2 separate regions of the Mus musculus genome follow, and region 2 is linked to region 1. A link is a contact called in public HiChIP or PLAC-seq data. All regions are on one chromosome and are shown on one strand. The core of a region is the stretch at or near the end of the contact, and the rest is flanking DNA. Distances in the headings are between cores, read along the strand shown. Region 1 overlaps Slc9a9 (solute carrier family 9 (sodium/hydrogen exchanger), member 9). Region 2 has its middle 44 kb from the start of Gm32018.

The links. HiChIP or PLAC-seq counts read pairs in DNA pulled down with a chosen protein or histone mark.
Region 2: a BATF HiChIP or PLAC-seq map of CD8 T cells shows a contact between it and region 1, with 5 read pairs. The contact joins two enhancer-like sites. A contact is called at or near these places in 1 of 15 datasets of contacts at CTCF or cohesin (the NIH/3T3 cell line), 2 of 115 datasets of contacts at active chromatin or transcription factors (CD8 T cells and embryonic stem cells) and 1 of 9 other capture datasets (embryonic stem cells).

The regions. Positions count from the first base shown.
Region 1 is chr9:94,950,754-94,955,100 of GRCm38.p6, forward strand. The region is part of intron 8 of Slc9a9 (solute carrier family 9 (sodium/hydrogen exchanger), member 9); the gene reads left to right. Among named protein-coding and RNA genes, the nearest start is that of Mir7656, 200 kb to the left of the region's middle. Within about 2 kb of position 1,793, at least 8 of the 459 cell types and tissues checked have an H3K27ac peak or open chromatin away from gene starts, as enhancers often do. A contact at or near this core is called in CD8 T cells, where this site is marked.
Region 2 is chr9:95,352,174-95,356,520 of GRCm38.p6, forward strand. No RefSeq gene overlaps it. Among named protein-coding and RNA genes, the nearest start is that of Gm32018, 44 kb to the left of the region's middle. Within about 2 kb of position 2,053, at least 22 of the 459 cell types and tissues checked have an H3K27ac peak or open chromatin away from gene starts, as enhancers often do. A contact at or near this core is called in CD8 T cells, where this site is marked.

The DNA.
Region 1 (4,347 bases), core at 543-3,042:
GAACTGAACTGTGTGCTTTGTGGTTTCTCAAAACAGTTCTTTTAACTAGTGTCTGAAAGTGTTGGTTCTAATTTTTGTTCAAGATTGCATAAATGAGTCCCTGCAGCCAAGCCTTTTGTGACCTTGCCCACCACTGGAACCTCAGTGGGCAGATGCTGAAAGGCGATTCTGTGCACAAACATGAGTCAGACGTTCTTACTTTCTCTGAACTGCTTCCTGATTTCCTCCAGAGTCGCATTTAATGGCTGCTTGTTTTTCCAAAGGTAATATAAATAGAATCAACATATTTTATATAATACAAAATGAAGAACATTTTTCCCTTTTTATTTTCTTACTTATTTGAGAATTCCATTCAATGTATTTTAATCACATTCCCCACCCCCCAACTTTTCTCAGATCCTCCATCAAACCCTTACCTGCCCAACATTGTGTCTTCTTCTTTTTTTAAAACCTTGGATTCCAATTTGTGCTGTTCTTATATTCTTGAATGTGTAGCCTTCTACCAGAGCATTCTTAAAGAAAATCCACCACCACCACCACCACCACCACCACCACCACCACCACCACCACCCCCACTCCTGGCAGCATTCAATTGCCAATAGCTCCTCATGCAGTTGTGGGACTTGGTGCCCATCTCTCCTTTCCATGCTAGACTTTCGTATGGCTTTAGCTGGCATAGGTCTCTTGCATCCCATCAGCCACTGTAAGTTCATACATGCAGCTGCCCTGCTGTGTTCAGGAAAGGATTGAACCTTGTAGTTATCTCTGCCTCTTTCAGCCCTTGAGCTTTGAGAGAAGGGGTTGGCATATGCACATCCCATTTAGGGGTGAGAAATATGCAGTTTCTTATTCTCTGCACCTTGACCAGTTGTGAGCCTGTGTGTTAATAACCACCTACTGCAAATAGAAGCTTCTCTGATAAGGGTTTATATGCACATTAATATAGGCTTATGAAGATAAGTCACTAGGAGTCAGTTTAATAGTATGTTCGTTTAGCAGAATAGTACCAAGTTCTCCCCTAGAGACTATGACCTGTCTAGGAATGGGTTTCACCTTGTAGAGCAGGCTTAAATCAAATCAGAGAGTGATTGGTTACACCCATTATGTTCATGCCACTGTTGCCCCAGTGAGCATGTATTGTTAGATCAGTCAGTGCTGTGGCTCCCAGAGTTCATAGCTGGATAAGACAGATGACTCCTTTCTCCTCCAGTAGGACGCATGCACAGGACCTTCTAACACTATGAAAGCTAGTCCATGTGGATGAAGCTTGAGTTCTCTGAGCTCTGTGATTCAGAGATTCAGAGGCTGTCTTCAGAAATAGGGTCGAACTATCAAATCAGTAGCATTGGCAATAGTCTGTAATGTTTAGAGGTCTATAGGACTCATAGACCAAACAGGCCAAAAGAGGTTATCCCACTCCTGACCCTTTCCTGTCTGCCCTCCTTTACCCTGCCTGATCCCCAACCTGGCTTTAACACTTCCTGTTCCATTATACCCCTTTAATCTTTATATCACTGGGTTTTACCCCACTCTCTTGAAAGCCCTTTACTAATTGCCTAACCTCTATGGGTATTCCCAATAGAGCACACATACCTGAAAATTCAAATCTAACACCAGCAAATGATAGATATATGTGACATTTACCTTTCTGAGTTAATGTTGTCTTGCTCACTATAAAATTTCCTTCAAATAATTTTGTTTTTATCCCTTTGGTTTTGACCTAGAGTAGACACTTAGTGAGTTGTTTTCAGTTTCATCCACTTACCCACAAGTTTCCTTTTTCTGAGCAGCTGAGTAATATAGTCCATTGTGTAAACAGATCATGTTTTCCTTACCCATTCTTCAGTTGATGGGCATCTAGACTGTTTCCATATTCAGCTATTGTGGATAGAGCAACCATGAATTGACTGGTTGGATTATTAAGAGTAAGAAATGTCTCCTTAACCTGTTTTCAATGTTCCAGTAATAAGGGGGTGGGGGGAATATGGCAACAAATGACCTCTAAGGGCATAGAATGTACTAAGCACATATGTCTTGTCAAACCATTCAGTGGAAACAGTTGTATTCGTCCTTTGAATGAGTTTCTCTGACTTATTCATCCCCTTCATGTCTGCTTTATTTCTTCTACTTCTAATACTTATAGGAAAACTTTATATTTACTGAATTGTATTATATGCTTAGTTGGGAAAGCAGCTTAATGTATAGAATATTGCTTTATACTTAGAACAACCCGAAAAACATCTTGGTGCAATCTAAATGTGAAAGCTGAATCTTCAAGATGTGAAGTCGTTGGCCAATACCACTGGTGGGGAGCAGACCGAATACTGAAGTAATGGATGTTGTTGATATGTATATAGTCATGCCAAGGACCCCAATGCCGCAGACCCATGGAAATGACAACGCCTTACTCTAGTCCATGTGGGGATGTTGAGAGAATCAGCCACAGGCTCCTTATTCCAAATGTTGAGCCCCTAAGACTGCTTCCCTATAAGACATCCCAGCTGAGATAAGCTAGCCCTTCCTTCATACGCTGTGCATAATAAACAGTTTCCCAGTTGCAAGTGTAGAAGGCATTCTTTATTAGAGAGAAGGCAGGCTACCAAACCACAGCTTCTCTGTATGTGTACCTGACATTCCTGCATCCTCACTCTGTCCTCATTAAGTTCTCCAATCCAAGCTATGCTGGACCTGGCAAACACTCATTTTCTAACCATGTTCAGAAACAGATAATAAAAAACTGGGCGAGGCCCAGACCTGAGGTCCTCTGGGCTCCTGATAGGCATGGAGCAAGCGTTCTTTTACCATTCTATATTTTACTCACCATCGGCATCAGATGCTAGCTGATTTTGATTATATTTATTTATGCCTAACTTTGTGAAGGTAACAGTCCACTTACTATCAATCTTTCTTTTACTAATAAGCTCTATATAAAGCTATGAAATTTCCTCCAAATAATTTTGGCTTTATCCTATTGGTTTTGACAGAGAGTATATGCTTTATGATATTTATTTCTAAGAAAGTTATTATAACTTTAATATTATTGAATATTATAATTTTTCTAATATGATCTCATCTTCAACCTCAGCCTCATTAAGAAAAGTCTACTTCAAGCCGGGCGTGGTGGCGCACGCCTTTAATCCCAGCACTTGGGAGGCAGAGGCAGGTGGATTTCTGAGTTCCAGGCCAGCCTGGTCTACAAAGTGAGTTCCAGGACTGCCAAGGCTATACAGAGAAACCCTGTCTTGAAAAACAAAAACAAAACAACAACAACAGCAACAACAACAACAAAAGTCTACTTCAAAATATCTAATGGGCACTTTTAGTTGCCTATATCATTTGTTAATTTCTGAGCCTATGACACTTTGATAAAAATGATATGATAATTTTATAGCAATTAAATGATAGGCATTGTTTCCTTTCTTTGGAGGGGAAATTTTACTGAACTATTAGATGGTAAAATACATTGTTAACTTAATCTGTGTAAGTAATTTTTTAACTCACCAGTGTTGCTTCTTTTAAGAAAAAAGAAAAGGTAATTAAAGGCCTCAAAAGTCCTACATGATAATTGTTCTCTGAAACAAAAAATTATTTCATAGAACCATGTTGATTCAGAAAAGCCAGAGAAGAAGAAACAGAAAAAAAAAATGATTCCCTTAACATTAAATTCCCTTAACATTAGCAAGAAACATTGATTAAAAATAAGAAATAAAGAAAGGAAACAAAAGAAATGTGTTGTCCCCACCCAAGAATCAAGAACAAGGCAGGGGTCTCATCTGAGGGCTACCCAAGGTTAAGGCCAAGCTGCAGCAAATGTGAATTGACCTTGGTCAAAGCTTGCTTCTTGAAGTTCACTGCAAGGACCGGACTATCTCCTGACAATATAAAAATGTAGAGTTTAGGGCCTTACTCCAAAATTATTGTATTTTTGTAAGATACCCTGTACTTGCTGATCTGGAATTAACTAACTGCGTTTGGTTGAATTCCAGAAATTCTCCTTTCTCATGCAGATTCTTAAGCTATAAGAGAACTTCCAGAAGGGGTAAGGAGTCTTCTTGGGTTTAAAGAGGACAATGACAGGTGTGATGGCATATTCCAGGACTGCTGAGGACAGCAGCAGGAGGGGTGAGAAACAACAGTGCTCAGAAAAGAGGGGGCGGGTTCCTCTGTCCTTGGCACAGACATAGCAGAAGTCCCCATTCTCCTTGTCTCTTTTTTTTCATAAAGCAGTTTTTTTTTACAGCTTTAATCCACAAGCAATCAGCTTCTTTAAACAAGATTATTCAATTTCATTTTTGATTAAAATACAGTTATAACCTCCCCCCAGTTCTTCTCTCTCCAACCTCTCTC
Region 2 (4,347 bases), core at 803-3,302, 400 kb after region 1:
CCAAGGATTGCTTTGTAATCAGCAGGGGAGGGGCACTCACTCCGAGAAGTGAGGAGATCTCATTAGACTCAAAAGAATAAAAGGTAGATCTTAGATCTGGGAAAAACAAGAAAAAAAACTGGGACATTGATGACAAACACCTAAAGGAGGCCCTTGTTTGTTCAGAAGCTTTTCATGAGCTCTCACTCCCTAAATCTCTCCCCACTCTCCCTCTAATTGCAGGCACATAAAGCCATCTTATCCTGGAGCAGCTTTCGGCATTTAGCAGCAATAAGGGTAGGAGGCATCAGTTGGGATGCTGAAGGAAGACTTTATATAAAAGGGGATATCAGAAGCCAGCCCAGTGGGTCAGCTATTTTTGTTTTCAGATGAGGTCTCAAATGTAGCCCAGACTGGCCTCTAACTTGATAATCTCCTCCTGCCTCAGCCTCTGGAGTAGTTTAGATTAGTGGTACATACCTCCACACCCAGGTCCCAGCTGATTATTGATGAAGAGGACAGCACAATGGGAACAGGACAGACAGAACATCACAGACTCCACAAGATGTGTGTGATTAATGTATGAGGCAGGGACAAAGCATCCCAGGCCCGAAGAGCAGAGGCAATTCTACCTCGCCTTGCATGCCACACTGCTTTTCCAGACTTGAGCACATCGACCTTGGAGAGTCACCAAAGGTTTCTGAGCAGGAATGATGACTTGATCCCATCGCCTATCCAATTATCAATGCCCCCCCCCCAATAAAACAGACATCCTGAACAGGTAATGCTCAGGAAATATTTCTGTTTCAATTAACAACTTCCCAGAGGCAAAGGGAGAAAGGGTGTTTTTGTTTTGTTTTGTTTTGTTTTGTTTGTTTGTTTGTTTGTTTTTTTTGGTTTTTTCGAGACAGGGTTTCTCTGTATAGCCCTGGCTGTCCTGGAACTCACTTTGTAGACCAGGCTGGCCTCGAACTCAGAAATCAGCCTGCCCCTGCCTCCCAAGTGCTGGGATTATAGGCATGTGGAGTGTGTTTCATTTTTCTTTTTTTTAAAATTAGGTATTTTCTTCATTTAAATTTCCAATGCTATCCCTAAACTCCCCCATACCCCCCACACTCCCCTACCCACCCACTCCCACTTCTTGGCCCTGGCATTTCCCCTGTACTGAGGCTGGGGCCTAACAAACACAGAAGTGGAGGCTCACAGTCAGCTATTGGATGGATCACAGGGCCCCCAATGGAGGAGCTAGAGAAAGTATCCAAGGAGCTAAAAGGATCTGCAAGCCTATAGGTGGAACAACATTATGAACTAACCAGTACCCCCAGAGCTCGTGTCTCTAGCTGCATATGTATCAGAAGATGGCCTAGTCGGCCATCAGTGGAAAGAGAGGCCCATTGGTCTTGCGGAGTGTGTTTCTTAATCCAAGGAAAGAAGTGTCAAGTGAGGTAACAGCTTGGGAACAAAACTTCCAGGCATGCCTAAGAATACTAAGATCATAATTTTTCTCTTCTGTTTTCTCCTCCTCTCCTTCCCTTCACATCTTCCCTACCCCCATTGATGCTCTTCTCTAATTTAGGTCTTGCTGTGTAACATATTCTGACCTGGTATTCCATATACCAGTTCAGGCTGGCTTTGAACTCACAGAAGTTCTCCTACCTTGGCTTCCTGAGTGCTAGAGTCACAGGAATGTGATGTCAGATTTAGCTCAACTGAGGCAGTATTTCCTAAGGCCCACTGCTGAGATACAAAGAGCGGAGCAGACAATTTCCTTTCCATTTCCCCCTTAGACACCCAGATACTCAGCCACCTTGCTGTATAGTCTGCACCAGGCATCACTCAAATTAGAAACAACTGTATTTTCCTTTATCTACTGCCTACATATTTCCCCCATCAAGCCTTCCTTCTCTGCCCCTGGACCACAACTCAACAGATGAAAAGTTTCCAGTTCCTGTCAGCCACACAAATAAGCTTGTTTTTAATAATGAAAGTCCACTCTCTGACCCAGGCTAGTTTCCATCAAAAAAAAAAAAATCAGCCTCACGCATGTCAGTGCTCAGCTTCCTGTACTTCAACAAACCAAGCTCTGCCCCTTCCGCTTAGCCCTGGAAGGCACGGAGAGTGGGCAACTTTGTTTTCACGGCCCCTTGTGTATCATCCATGCCTCTTCTGGAGTTAGAGTTAAAATAGAAGGACAACACAAAATAGACATTCATACTACCTAGCTAACATTCATAGAACCGTGTCAGTGCCATGGGAAGACACACACACACACCACACAGAAAAAAAAAAGCCAAACCTTTCTTTCCCATATCGAGGGCCTCTATCAAGCCACTGGATCTCTAATCTTCTCTTCATATAGGTGGGAGGTGCTTGTTGCACTTATGTGTAAGGTTTTGGTCAACTCTTAAATGTGCCCAGCACATGTTCAGCCAAACTTCAGAGGAATTTATGATCTAATAGCTACTGGCTTTGGCTCTTCAGCAGAAGTGCCAGTGTATATCTGATGCATATTCAAGTTGTCACTCCATGATTGTGACAAAGCCATTCCCTCCCACTCGCTCATGAAACCACAACAAATAAAAGGAAATGGTGGTAGAAATGTTGCACAGGAAATCTTCAATCTACTATAATTTTAATACATTGCTATAATTTTTAATATATTTTAGTCAACCTGATATCCTAATAACTAATAACTGATAGCCAATAACTAATGCTCTGATGCATAAGTGTAGCCTTTCCTTTGCTTAGGGAATTATGATCTGCCAAATAACTCAACAGAGAAAAGTCCAATTATTTGGCTACATAAGCTCTACAATGCCATGCTAAGTATGACTCTATCTCACAGCATGTGGGCAGGTAAGAAATCCTATCTAAGTATACTTGATGTCCCCATTCAAACCCTGACTGAGGCAGGAAATGCTAAGGTTAATGGGAAAGCCTATATAAGCAGCACATATTATGGGCTAGAAACGGCAGTTTTATGTGTACAACCTCACAGCACATTTTTGCAGTATTTCCAAACACAGTCCTTGGGTTATGAGTACCTTTGGTCTCTGTGACCTAATATGTGCTGATCAGTCTTAGGGATATTGCTCCAAATTCACCAATGTTTGGGCACGAATACCCACATTCAGTCAATATTCTGTTGCAGTCAGGGCTTTAGTACACACAGCAAGTTGTTAAAAGCTACCAAGTACAGAGAGCATTGGCCTCTGTCTCTGAAAGAAAAAGGGGCCAGGTGTGGTGGTGAATGCCTTTAATCCCAGCACTCTCGAGGCAGAAGCAAGCGGATTTCTGAGTTCAAGGCAAGTCTGGTGTACAAAGTGAGTTCCAGGACAGCCAGGGCTATACAAAGAAACCCTGTCTCGAAAAACAGAAAGAAAGAAAGAAAGAAAGAAAGAAAGAAAGAAAGAAAGAAAGAAAGAAAGAAAGAAAGAAAGAAAGAAAGAGAGAGAGAGGGGGGGGGGAGGGAGGGAGGGGGAGGGCGGGAAGGGAAAAGGGAAGGGAAGAGGGAAGGGAAGAGGGAAGGGAAGAGGGAAGGGAAGAGGGAAGGGAAAAAGGAGGAAGGGAAAAAGGAGGAAGGGGGAAGGGGAAAAAGGAGGAAGGGAAAAAGGAAGGGAAGGGAAGGGAAAAAGGAAGGGAAGGGAAAAAGGAAGGGAAGGGAAGGGAAGGGAAGGGAAGGGAAGGGAAGGGAAGGGAAGGGAAGGGAAGGGAAGGGAAGGGAAGGGAAGGGAAGGGAAGGGAAGGGAAGGGAAGGGAAGGGAAGGGAGAAAGAAAGAAAGAAAGAAAGAAAGAAAGAAAGAAAGAAAGAAAGAAAGAAAGAAAGAAAGAAAGAAAGAAAGAAAGAAAGAGAGAGAGAGAGAAAGAGGGTGGTGGAAAGTCACTAAATTTTGTCAATTTCTTACACAGTTCTCAATTATACAAAACATTTGGAATCATAAGCCTGTTGTTCAGCAAGCAAATATTCATGAGCACCTACTAGACTCAAGATCCTATGGAACTTAATACATGTACCAACCAATCTCTAAGACTAGAGATCCTGGATTAATCTGATACCACTGCAAATATATTTGCAAGCATATTTGCCTAGTGAGTGAACTTCAACAAGTGCTGTGGAAGGGGGAAAAATGAAAATGAAAGCTCATTAAGAGAAAGAAAAGAGAGGGCATCCCTAGCAGAGGGCACTTGGGAGATGGAAATCAGGTTCCATGGGGGGGTGGGGTTCTCGGAGAACTGGGAGGGAGCAGAGAAGGAATATGGCCAAAATATATTGTTTGAAAATATAAAAATAAACTCTAAAATTTATTTAGAAAAAGAAGAAGAGATCTTTTTGCGTTTTGTATTATCCTGGGCATATATCCAGAAGAT